4 separate regions of the Mus musculus genome follow, and regions 2, 3 and 4 are each linked to region 1. Evidence: chromatin contacts called from public HiChIP or PLAC-seq and promoter capture Hi-C data. All regions are on one chromosome and are shown on one strand. The core of a region is the stretch at or near the end of the contact, and the rest is flanking DNA. Distances in the headings are between cores, read along the strand shown.

Region 1 (2,830 bases), core at 17-2,516:
CCTGTGGAAAAGGCCACACCTCCTACTTCTTCCCAAACAGTTCAATCAACAGGGGACCAAGTATTTGGACATATCAGCCCATGGAAGCCATTCTCACTCAACCCCACCACCCCCAGAGGAGGGAGGGAACCCATTAAGTGTAAAGAATGACCATAAGGAACAAACTAAGCCACAGGCGGTTCCAGAAGACTGTCTTTGGAGCTCCACTTGCATGCTGTGGCTCTAATACAACAACATAAATAAGTGCAATTAAAAAAAAAACTTTAAAAATCTGGGAAGATGAGGGTCTGGCCCCGAGGTGCATAGGAGGAAGACTTTGAGAGAGCTGCATGGAGGTTTGGGAACCGAGATCAGTTGGTACAGTGCTTGCTGAGCATCCAGAAGCCCTGGGTTCCATTCCAACATAAGACCAGCCATGGTGGTATGCACATGTAGCCCCAGCCCTTAAAACACAGGCAGGAAGTCGGGCGTGGTGGCGCACACCCTTAATCCCAGCACTCGGGAGGCAGAGGTAGGCAGATTTCTGAGTTCGAGGCCAGCCTGGTCTACAAAGTGAGTTCCAGGACAGCCAGAGAAACCCTGTCTCAAAAAACCAAACCAAATCAAACCCAAACCAACCAACCAACCAAACAAAAAGACACAGGTAGGAGGATCAGAAGTCCAGGGCCATCCTCAGATACTGTGGTACTTTAAACAAGAATGGCTCCCATAGGCTCAAGATATTTGAGTGCTTGGTCTCCCCACACTTGCTAATACTTAGTTAAAAAGCTTTGGGGGCAAAGGACATGACTGAGACTCACAGATGAGAAAGTGCAAGCACACAGTGTGGCCGTCCACTAGCAATGACTACTGCTAGCGGCTTTTGGTGGACTTCGATGTGATGGGTTGCCATCACTTCTTTGCCATCACTCTACTTTGCATGCACGCAACCTGTAGGTGAACACTCTTGCTGTCCTCCAGGTCCTTCTGTGGGTGGCTTCAGCTTGGCTAAATCCTGGATACTGTCCAAGGTGCTGGATGTCTGGGGCTAGAGGTTTGAACCTATCAATGGTCACCCATTCAGGGCGGTCCGTCCTGGTTGGGGGAGAATGTGCAACCCTGGTGCAAGAGCCAGTGAGATTTCGAAGGCCGTGGGCACGCAGCGGCTGTAGTCGCTCTGGACAAGCGAGCTAGGCCGGCGCCACCAGGCGGGGAATTCCAGCAAGGCTGTGCGCCAAGGAGGCGGAGGGGCGGCGCCGGCCCCGTGACCCCTCATCGAAGCGCGCCAGTCCGCGCGGGCGCATGGGCACTGCAGGTGCGAGCGAGGGGCTTCGGGGTTCCAGGATCTGGTGCTGGGCTAGGAGCGGGATGCAAGTCCAGGGGCAGTGACGCGAGGCCTAGGGTGCGGGATGTGGGTCTCAGGGACGCGCAGGGACCGGGGTGCAAGGTCCCGTTGGGCAGGGCGCGGGTGTTTCGGGCCAAGGGTCCACGGGGCGACATGCGGAGCTCTGGATGCTGTTTCATTGGGTGCCGGTCCTGCTAGGGAAGAGTGGGCCGGCGGCTCATGGCCCCTGTGGTCACAGTCCCTGAATGGTGCCTGCGTCCTGATGCGCCGGCGCCCAGCGGCCACTTCCTTCATGTTCCAAGTTTCGGTTTCACTGCAGGCAGCCGGTCCAGCCTGGCCCTGAGTCTCCGACCCCATTAACTCTCGGGTTGCGGACAGCGCTAGGTCGGCCCTGCTCCCCAGCAACACCCAGGAAGGTCGGGGACCCCCAACCTACACAACCCCGTGTCCTCGCGTAAAGCGGTCCCAGGCTCCGCCCCGGAATCTGCTCTCACCAACTGCAGCAGAACTTTTGCGAGCCAGATGTCTGCCCTCACCAACTGAAGCCAGAACTTTTTCGTGCCAGGCGTCTGTGCCCAGGGCGCTGATCTTACCTAGGTCAAAGCCGGGAGCCTCCCCTGTCCCCGAAGCTGCAGCGAGAGGTGCGCTCGCTCGCAATGGGCTAGCCCAAACCCATCTGCTTTTTTCTTAGTCTAGCCCGGGCGGGGGGTGGAGGGGAGGCACGGGAAGGGTCCTCTAGCTGGTGGAAAGGAGAGGCGGTGCCGCTGGCCGCTCACTTGTGCAAGGCTGCCTCTAGTCCGGGCTTCGCAGTTTCCAGGGGGGGAGGCACGGGAAGGGTCCTCTAGCTGGTGGAAAGGAGAGGCGGTGCCGCTGGCCGCTTACTTGTGCAAGGCTGCCTCTAGTCCAGGCTTCTCAGTTTCCTGAGCAGCACTAGAGAACTGACTTAGGTGGTGTTGGCTTTGGGCACACCAACCGAAAATTGTAGTAGGAGATAACCTGCCACCCCGTGGTGTGTTTCAGTTTGTTCTGTGAGACTCATGGTTTGAGAAGCAGAACTTTCTTTCTCCTCCTCCGCCCCCCCATTTTGTTTTTGTTATTGTTGTTTGTTTGTTTGTTTTTTTGGCCTTCAAGACCCGGTTTCTTTATAGCCCCTGCCTGACGTGGAACTCACTCTGTAGACCAGGCTGGCCTCGAACTCACAGATCTGTCCTGCTCGGCCTCCCCAGATTAAAGGCATGCACCACCACTACCCACGAAAAGCAGAGCTTTCTTAAAAGAAATTTACATCTCTCAAGAGAGGACAGAGGGCTGAGGCAGACCACACTTTTACCTGAGAAAGCACTTGTTCAATGCCACCACCTTGTCTAGCTCCCAACCTTCATGAAGCCTGTGACCCCAGTTCTCAGCCTCTGCCCTTTCCTGTAGCTCCTGTTTGCTAGAAAGCCTCCAGTCCCAACTCCCATTCTTAACCATTCTTAGTTTGTGGGTTGCCCACAAAGGATACAT
Region 2 (2,827 bases), core at 163-2,662, 1.6 Mb after region 1:
ACCTTGAGAATTCTGAGAGCCATCATGAGAACTTCCTTCCACACCACTTCTCTCCCCTCTGTTCTGCCTACATCTCGACATTGAATGCATCTGCATTCATCAAAACTTCATTCCTGTTGATTTCCGGGTGTCCAGTAGTCAACTTAGATGCTCAACATATCCTCAAGACCCCAACCAAACCAAGGCCTTTCAGGCCAGGCACAGGGAACATTTTCAGTCCTGATTTGGAGGAGAGTGGCAGCCAGGAGGCTATGGGTGATCCCTTTAGCGGGTCAGCTAAGTGGAGATGCCATTGTGGAAAAGAGCAGGCCCAGACTGCTCCAAGAACCCTCAGAAATCAGCCGGTCGTTTCCCCCATTTCTGACCGGGACACTCCCCACCTCCACACTACATCTGGCTTATTTTGACATTTCTCCCCCACACATGAAAACATCCAGGACGCCACTGCAGAGCTGAGGAACAGCACCAGACCCTTGGCGGAGCAGAGCATGGCCTTTGTTTACTGCGGTGACCTTAGGTGGGGGAGGATGCTGACGCCCGGCCCAGGCCCTGCCCCCTCCGGGCCCCACCCCCAGCCTGCTGCCCTCCCCTGCCCCGCTCTCCCCTCCCCCTCCCCGCTGTCCCCCCCCGGCCCCCGCCCCCAGTCCTTTTCCCACGCCCTCTGACACCCCACCACCGAGGCCCGCTGGCCCCCGCCTCTAGGCCTCCTTCTTCCTCTCCCGGGTCCCCGACCATCCCCAGACACGCTCCGAGCTCTGCCCCCCGGCCTGCAGTCCCCAAGACCGGCCTGTCCTTCCAGCCCTTCCCCGCACCCCACCCCGACCCGCCGCGCCGCGCCCAGCCCCCCGGCCGCGCTCGCACAGCGGCCGTTGGTGTCTGGCCGAGGCCGGTGCCCGGGCCCTCGGCTGCGGGGATGCCGAACGTCCACTCCGGCCCTCCGCAGGCCTCGGCCTGCCGGGGACCCCGCCCGCCGATCCGCAAGGCCCCCGGGCGCTCGATGGCGCCGGGCCTCACCGAGATAGATGTCTCCGAAGGAGCCGCTGCCGATCTTGCGGCCCAGTCGGTACCTGTTCCCGACCCTCAGCTCCATGGCAGCGGTGCGGCTCGCTACTGCCCGCCCGGCCGCTTCCTGGGTCTGCGCTCCGGGAGGCGGCGCCGCTGCTGCCGCTACTGCGGGTCCGGTCCGACTCCGCCCCCCTCACGGCCCCGCTTTCACCATCGCTTTCCGGTCGCCCCGTCGCTCTCAGCGCCTCAATACGGGGCGGATGGGACAGTCCGAGCGCCGCCGCCGCTGCTCCGGCCCTTGCCGGCCCCGCTCGCCCTCTCCCCGCCGCGGATGGACTCGGATCTTCCGGGCCTAAATCCCCCTTCAGCTGCCTAAAGGAGCCGCCGCCATCGCGCTGTGACGTCACTTCCCCTAGCAACCCAAGGGGGCGGGGCCACCGTGCTCGGGGGCGGGGCTTGGCTACTTGATGGATTGCGCAGTCGCAACCAGGCCTGTTTCTCTGTCCCAGTGTCCACCGTTCCCGCAGGATGACTCCAGCTGGTCTCTTTGGTCTTCCCATTTGTCTCCAATAGAAGTCCGAGGAAGCTAAGCCATGTGTGGTAAGAAATGCCTGTAGTTCCAGCCCTTGGGAGTTCGAGACCAGCCTGGGCTATAGCGACCCTGCCCCTAAACAGGCAGAGAGAAGCCGAATAGCAGTTCCTTTTGTAGACCCCGGGAAAGGCCCTTTACAGATAGGGGAAAAGGGCAGAGAGGGCGGTCCAGGCCTAGCTCTGAGATCACAGGTAGACAGTTAGCTTTTGTAGGAATCACCAGTTGTGGGCTTTGAATGGTGCAAAACGTGCCTGCTGCTGCCTGCCAGCTTCTTGCACACAAGGGTGGAAGAAAAGAGGTCTTCCTGGGACCCACTGTGGGCAGGAAGGTCAGTGTTGAGTTCACTGAGGGTGTAGAGGGTATGTCTCAGACTCTGATCGCTCTCCAGGGCTGTCTGCCTGGAGAGAGAGTCAACATTTTTATCTGGTCTGCATTGGATCTGCATGTTCCCCTGGCAAACACAAACATGAATTCTGAAGTTCAGGCTGACGGCCAGCTTCCAAGACTTGGCTGTCCATTCTGACCACTGAGGAGGGACTCTGGAGGAGCTACCACACAGGAGGTGCCCCCTAACCAGGAGGGGACAACCTTCCAAATAGATGCTTTTCTAGGCCCACTCTCACCCAGCCAGAAACACGAGAGTCACAGATGAGTGTAATGCTTCTATTTGGTCAGCTAGCACCCGTAGCATCTGCACAGGGTATCACGCTGCATGACAACTCAGCAGCCCTGCAGAAGCACGTGGAGCTGACATGTCTTCTAGTCTCCCAGCTCCACCACCCTTCCTTTTGGTGGTCCTGCAGTGCCTGCCTGCACACAGTTGGCAGTCAGGTTGGGGAGCATTACACAGCCGGAGACAGAAGACACCACAAGGCAAACTGAAACCAGTGGTCACTGAGCGGCAGGTATGGGAACTGCCTAGCTTTTTAGTCCAGGAGTCAGAGCCAGATGCGGCCAAACTAGTAAAAATAATCTTACTGACAGAATTCAAGTATAATTTTTTTTCTGTTGATGAACAATACCTAACTTCATCTGAGAAGCCCCTATATTGAACTGAAAACAGCAAACCTGGTATCTGGCCTAACCTCTCTCTTACCAACCTCGGGCCTGATCTTTGCCTAGCGGTCTTCCCTCTGGGAGCACCTGCTCTGTCTGGAATAGAGAGCCGAGGGTGTGAGCTGCTGCGTGCCTAGGGCTCTGCACACCCTTCTTATTACTTGTATACAGGAC
Region 3 (2,700 bases), core at 47-2,546, 1.2 Mb after region 1:
ATCCTTGACTTGTAACTTCGTACTGCCCCCAGCAATCAGGGTCAGTGTATACCTGGGGTTTACCACTCAGAATCTAGGAAAAGTTAAAAGGTTGCTGGGCCAGCACTATATGTAGCAAGTACGTGTCCAGATGCCTATCCAAAGCTGTTCTTTCTACTATGGGAATGTGACAATCTGTCAAGGCAACCTGGCAGCTGTGTTGGAGCTCACACACTTGTAAGCAGAAGTAAAGGCTTAGATCTGGCTTGCTTCCCGGTATACGGCAAGTTACAGGTAGGGTGGGCATAGTAAAGAGCGTTTGATCTACTCTATCGGAACTGCTAACTGCTCACACAGCCCACTCTGTTTTTCCCAGCTAACAGAAGGTTCTGGCCATGTGGACGTCGTGCACAAAGATACCTTCTTGATTCTCAATCCCGCAGTCCCCCTCAATGAGCTCTGACTACAACGACTTCTACTTTGGGTAGGAAGGATGCTCTTGGGACAACTGGAAGCAGAGAAGCTTACAGTAGGTGCTACCCGCGAGGTGCAGCTCTGGACCGGCCAGTCCGTGTTCCGTGGGGCAAGCTGAGGGCTACGGGCCACCGTACTCAAGAGGGGCCGGCCGCGCAGGACAGTGCTGGGTGCCGCAGAGGGCGGCCCGGAGGAGTCCGTGGACAAGGGGCCCTTCCCCCCCCGCCCAGGCCCACGGCGCACTCACAGAACTCCACCAGCAGGTACTTGTGCGCCGCCAGCGCCTCCTCGAAGTTGCTCTTCTTCAACACCAGGACGTTGTCCTCCTCCTCCAGGGCGTCGGCGCCCACCCTAGCCGCCCAGGCCAGGGCTAGGCACAGCAAAGCACGGCTCAGCATGTCGGACGTCTGCAGCGGGCGGGGCAGTTGGGTTGGCGCCGCCGGGACAGCCAAGGCGACGAGAGCGCGCGTCGGTCCAGACCTCGCCTTTATAAATCCTGGGCCGGGGACGCGCCCACGCCTCCCCCTCGCTGCGCGCGTCAGCCGCCGTGCGCATGCGCCCCGCCGCGCCCTCCGATTGGCCAAGGAGCTGAGAGACCCGCCCTCGCCGTGCGGGGACTGGACACCCACTCAAGGCTGGGCCACCAAGTCGACAAAGACCCGGAGGCCTTTCGGTTCTTGCCTGGGATTGGCCACGGCGCGCGCGCGCGCGCACAAACCCAATGTCCCCCAGCGTCTGATTCGCTGGCGAAAGCCAACTTTCTCTTTCTGGACTTCTGACTGGCGACTTTTCCCACGCCTTCCACACGTCTGGAATGGCTGCGGCTTTCCGCTGCCCGGCCTCGTGGCTCCTGATTGGTGGAGAGATGCGCGTACCCAGCCCGATTCTCCGTCGAACGTGGCAGTGGGCGGAGTCCCGGACCCCTGGGCGGGGCTACGCTTGCGCCTCCGAAGCCCCTCGTGTTGCATTCTGACTGGACCGCGTTTCCGTACTGGCACCGCCCCCAAGTCTCCTCAAGGAAGCCAGGGACGCCACTTCCGGTGCGCGTGCGGCTCGTGCGGTCCCTGCCCAGGTCTTGGGTGACGGACCCTAGTTTCGGGGTCGGTGTTCTGTGCTTTTCTCGGCTGCGGTAGCTGCCAGGCGTGTCCCCACGCCGCGGGCACGTTTCTCGGGCGCCCCGTGGTCGTCCGAGGCTCCTGTCCACCATTCGGAATTCGGTGCCCGAGACCTCTGCGGAAGCTGCTGGGGAAGTGGAGAAAGCAGTCCGTGCCGTCCGCTTTATACTGACCACATGTTGAAATGGCTCTTGAGTTCGTTGGGCTGAATAATAAAAAGGTTTGGCTTCTGTGAATCAGCCTTTCCATTACGTACGAGAGTCACATTTTGTCTCGGTTGGACTTCCTTTTCCAGAATCATCTTCTACTTTGTGTCTCTATCCCTTAGTGACTTGGAACTCATTGTACACAGGCTGGCCTGGAACCCGAGGAAATACTTAAAAGATCTGCACCGGCCCACTGGGTGCTGTAGTTACAGCTGTGAGCAGTCCCTGTCCGTGTTCGGTCCATCTTTCTCTTTCTTTACTGCTCCCCGGCTGTCAACCGACCTGCTCTCCACGCCCAGCCCGGGAGCTCACTCCTAGAAGCATCTTCTTTTTTCACTTCCCACTACGAAAACTATCCTGATTGTCAAGGGTCATTAGAAAAGGCAAACACCCAAATATTAAGTATATAGATTGACTAGTACTACACTGCTCTCAGAAATGGATAAAAAACAAGAAATATGGCATATGGTTTTGTATTTTGATAGTTTTTTTTTTTTTAATTGTTTTTAGTTTTTCAAGACAGTGTTTTCCTGTATAGCCCTGGAACTCGATAGACACCAACCTGGCCTTGGACTCAGAGATCCATTTACCTCTGCCTCCTCAGAGTGCTGGCATCAAAGATGTGTGCCATCACTGCCTGGCAGTAGCTTCTTTAGCAACGTTGTCAATAAGGACATGCATGTATTACCTTTCCTACTAGAAACTCCTCTTATCTAGTGTGAGTTTCTTCCCTTGAAGACCAAGTCCTTTGTGCCCCAACCCATTCAGTGTAGGCAGAGAGGGAGTCAGATCCTGGTCGGAGCTCACTGGGAAACCTTCGAGTATATACGGGATGACTTTGCAGGCCTAGGAGAGCTATGAATGAATTTGCCCTGGAAGAGTACCTAATCTAGCAGCAGCTTGGCTAGGTGCTTGGTTTTTTCTCT
Region 4 (2,721 bases), core at 7-2,506, 1.2 Mb after region 1:
ACAAAACTGTCACCTCCCAAGAGTCTCCAGACACCCAACAGGGCACACACACTTTTTGGTAACTCCAGGCAACAGTGGGACCCCAAACTCTTCTGAAAGGAATAACATTGGGATAAATAAAACTACATCTTCTACTCCATGGTTGCACCTCAAAAACTCTCACCAGCTGCCTAGATCCACACTCTGCTCTCCTTAGCTGGTTAGAGCTGCCCCAGCTTCTTTCAAGCCACAGACCCTTCTCCCCCTGCCTCCCGGTCTTCCCCATCTAGGACCGACGAAGCCTGGCCATTCAGGGTCACAGAGAAGGAAAGCTTGCTTCCCAGACGAGCTGGCTCGGCCCACCTAAGCTCCTCCCCTCAGCGTACACCGATCGGTCTCCGGGTTTGGGGAACTGCCCCAGTTGTGGGACCCGGGCCAGGAGCCCAAGAACCAGGCAAGGATGCGCACGCCCGGGGCTTTACCTTCCACCCCGGGAGAAACCTGCGGCGCGCCCCTGCAATGCCTCCTTCGGAGCCTTTGCCTCCAACTCACAGGTCTGTCAAACTTAAACACGACCCCGGATCCCGGCCCGACCTTCACCACCCGGATCGAGCCCTGTCTCCCGACTAGACCGGCCGATAGCGGGCCCCGGCCCCCCGCCCTGGCCCAGCGTCAGCAGGAGCACCGAGTGACCTCATGCTGATGACTCAGCACGTCTCCGCTGGGCTCGCACCCGCGTGGCGAGCCCAAGCCGCGCAGCAGGGTCTCCCCGCCGCCTCCCCTGTGGGCCCGCGCGCGACCCCGCCCGCGCGGAAGCCGACGGACACCTGATGAGTCAGCAGCTCGGTGCGGCCACCCCGCTGACCCGGGCAGACGCGCGCAGCTCGCCCTTAAATCGCGCCCCCCGCAGGGCACCCGGGGTCCGCCGCCGCGCGCACGCCCGTCCCCAGCCTCGCGGTCGCCCGGTCCGCCGGCTCTAGGGGGACACAGGCGAACAGCCGGCTGGCGGGGAAACCAAGGCACGCGCTGCCGTCGGGTGCGCCGCAACCCCGAGGCCAGGCCCCGCCGCCCGCCCCAGCCCCGCGCACTCACCACACTGCGGGCCCGGGCGGGCCAAGGCGGGGCTGGGGCGGGGCCGCGCGCGCGCGCTCCGGGGCTGCGCGGGGCTGGGGCGGGCGCGAAGGGTCCGGGCCGGGGGCTTAGGAGGACTGGCCGCCTGCGCGGGCCGGGCCAAGCGCGCTGGGAAGGCCGGGCCGGACCGGGCTCAGAATCCGCCGCCGCCGCCGCTCCTCAGACGTCACATGATGTTTGGTCACGTGGGTTCCATTCATGAAGCGGCGACGCGGCTGGCCTAAGCTTAAAGGGAAAGGCGAGGCGGCAGCAAGGCGAGCGCGCCCCCATCACGCCTGCGCAGCCCCGCGCCGTTGCCCTTGGCAACGCCCGCCGCGCCCTGGCAATGTCTCGCGGGAGTCGTCCCGGCGCTCGCCGGGTTGACCGTGCTCCTGCAGAGACAGGTTCTACGGAGTGGCCCCAACTCGGATGCCTCTAGCTCCCTCCCGATCTCCACACCAACTCAGACCGAGGTCTATGGGAGGTTTGTTTGATTTTCTTCACTTGGATGCATAGTTTCACTGTACAGCGAGCAGACTGGATTTCAATTCCCTGAGATGCTCCTGCCTCGGCCCCCTGAAAGCGGAACTCACAGATGAGCGTCACCACGCGGGAACCTATTTGCTGTTTTGAAGGTGTGACACAGTGATTTAGTTCCTTACCCCGTTCTGCTGCGACGTCCTCATTCTAAATGGGTCAGCAGTCTGAAAAGGACACGGCTGTTGAGGGGCACAGCCCCAACCCCAGCTCAGATCCCCAAACTATCCACGATGACACGAAGGCTTGGAGGACGCTCACTAATGATTCTAATCTCCGGAGGGTGCTAGGGGCTTCACCTGCGGCCGTGGACCATCTCTTCGGGTAGTGTGCGTGCACTGTAGGAGTTGTGCACTTTGCCCAACCCTTCTCTGCCGCATTTGAAACTACTTTGGGTGCATTCTGCTGCTACTTTTTCTGTGAGACTTCTCGCTGCTGTTGAAAAAGTAAAAAAGAAGGAAAGTAGGAGGGATCAAGTTTTCATTTCGAGGTTCTGAACGTTCTATTTGACCCTGTCTTCTCTGGGAATCGTGAAAAGGTGACTCGTTCTGTAACATAGGTGACAAGGAAAAGGGGGTAAGCAGGCTGGAGGGGGCCTGTGTGTGTCCTTTGTGTCAAATTTGGTTTCTTGAGACAAGGTTTAGACCAGGCTGGCCCCAAACTCTCAGAGATCCGACTGCCTCTGCCTCTCTAGTGCTGGGATTAAAAACATGTGCCACCACACCCAGCCTCAAAAAGTAATTCTTTACATTGTATTTCTTTGGGGAGTGGGGGGGGGGGAGCTTTTATCTTTCACTGGCTGTAGCCAGAGTCTCAGAATACAGAGAATTACTCCTTATGCCTTGTGGTGGTTTGAATAGAAATGGCCTGCATGAATTCTAAATGCCGTGTCTAAATGCTTGGCCCATAGGGAATGGCACTATTAGGAGGTGTGGTCTTGTTGGAAGACGATTGTCTCTGTGGGGACAGGCTTTGAGGTCTTATATACTCAAGCTATGCCCGTGTGTGACTTACAGTTTCTTGCAGCCTTCAGAATGCAGAACTCTAACTAAGCCCATCCTCCAGCAGCAAGTCGGCCCTGATTCAGTCTTGCTA

Evidence for each region. Promoter capture Hi-C pulls out the DNA fragments that hold promoters and counts their contacts. HiChIP or PLAC-seq counts read pairs in DNA pulled down with a chosen protein or histone mark.
Region 2: a promoter capture Hi-C map of pre-B cells shows a contact between it and region 1, with 5 times the contacts expected there. The contact joins the promoter of Csnk1d here to the promoter of Rnf213 in region 1. A contact is called at or near these places in 1 of 39 promoter capture datasets (pre-B cells) and 1 of 115 datasets of contacts at active chromatin or transcription factors (pancreatic cancer cells).
Region 3: an H3K27ac HiChIP or PLAC-seq map of bone marrow-derived dendritic cells shows a contact between it and region 1, with 4 times the contacts expected there. The contact joins the promoter of P4hb here to the promoter of Rnf213 in region 1.
Region 4: a promoter capture Hi-C map of pre-B cells shows a contact between it and region 1, with 4 times the contacts expected there. The contact joins the promoter of Mafg here to the promoter of Rnf213 in region 1. A contact is called at or near these places in 1 of 39 promoter capture datasets (pre-B cells) and 1 of 115 datasets of contacts at active chromatin or transcription factors (pancreatic cancer cells).

The regions. Positions count from the first base shown.
Region 1 is chr11:119,388,833-119,391,662 of GRCm38.p6, forward strand. Rnf213 (ring finger protein 213) reads left to right here and starts at 1,267. Exons shown (of 68, transcript NM_001040005.3): 1 at 1,267-1,294. It overlaps Mir1932 (microRNA 1932), which reads left to right and starts at 1,640; the gene lies at 1,640-1,729.
Region 2 is chr11:120,989,921-120,992,747 of GRCm38.p6, forward strand. It overlaps Csnk1d (casein kinase 1, delta), which reads right to left and starts at 1,413. Exons shown (of 10, transcript NM_027874.2): 1 at 1,015-1,413. The coding sequence starts at 1,090. It overlaps LOC115486436 (a long non-coding RNA gene), which reads left to right and starts at 1,444. Exons shown (of 2, transcript XR_003949839.1): 1 at 1,444-2,827.
Region 3 is chr11:120,571,957-120,574,656 of GRCm38.p6, forward strand. P4hb (prolyl 4-hydroxylase, beta polypeptide) reads right to left here and starts at 1,297. Exons shown (of 11, transcript NM_011032.3): 1 at 701-1,297. The coding sequence starts at 851.
Region 4 is chr11:120,632,291-120,635,011 of GRCm38.p6, forward strand. Mafg (v-maf musculoaponeurotic fibrosarcoma oncogene family, protein G (avian)) reads right to left here and starts at 1,257. Exons shown (of 3, transcript NM_010756.3): 1 at 1,072-1,257. Gm17586 (predicted gene, 17586) reads left to right here and starts at 1,460. Exons shown (of 3, transcript NR_165823.1): 1 at 1,460-2,202.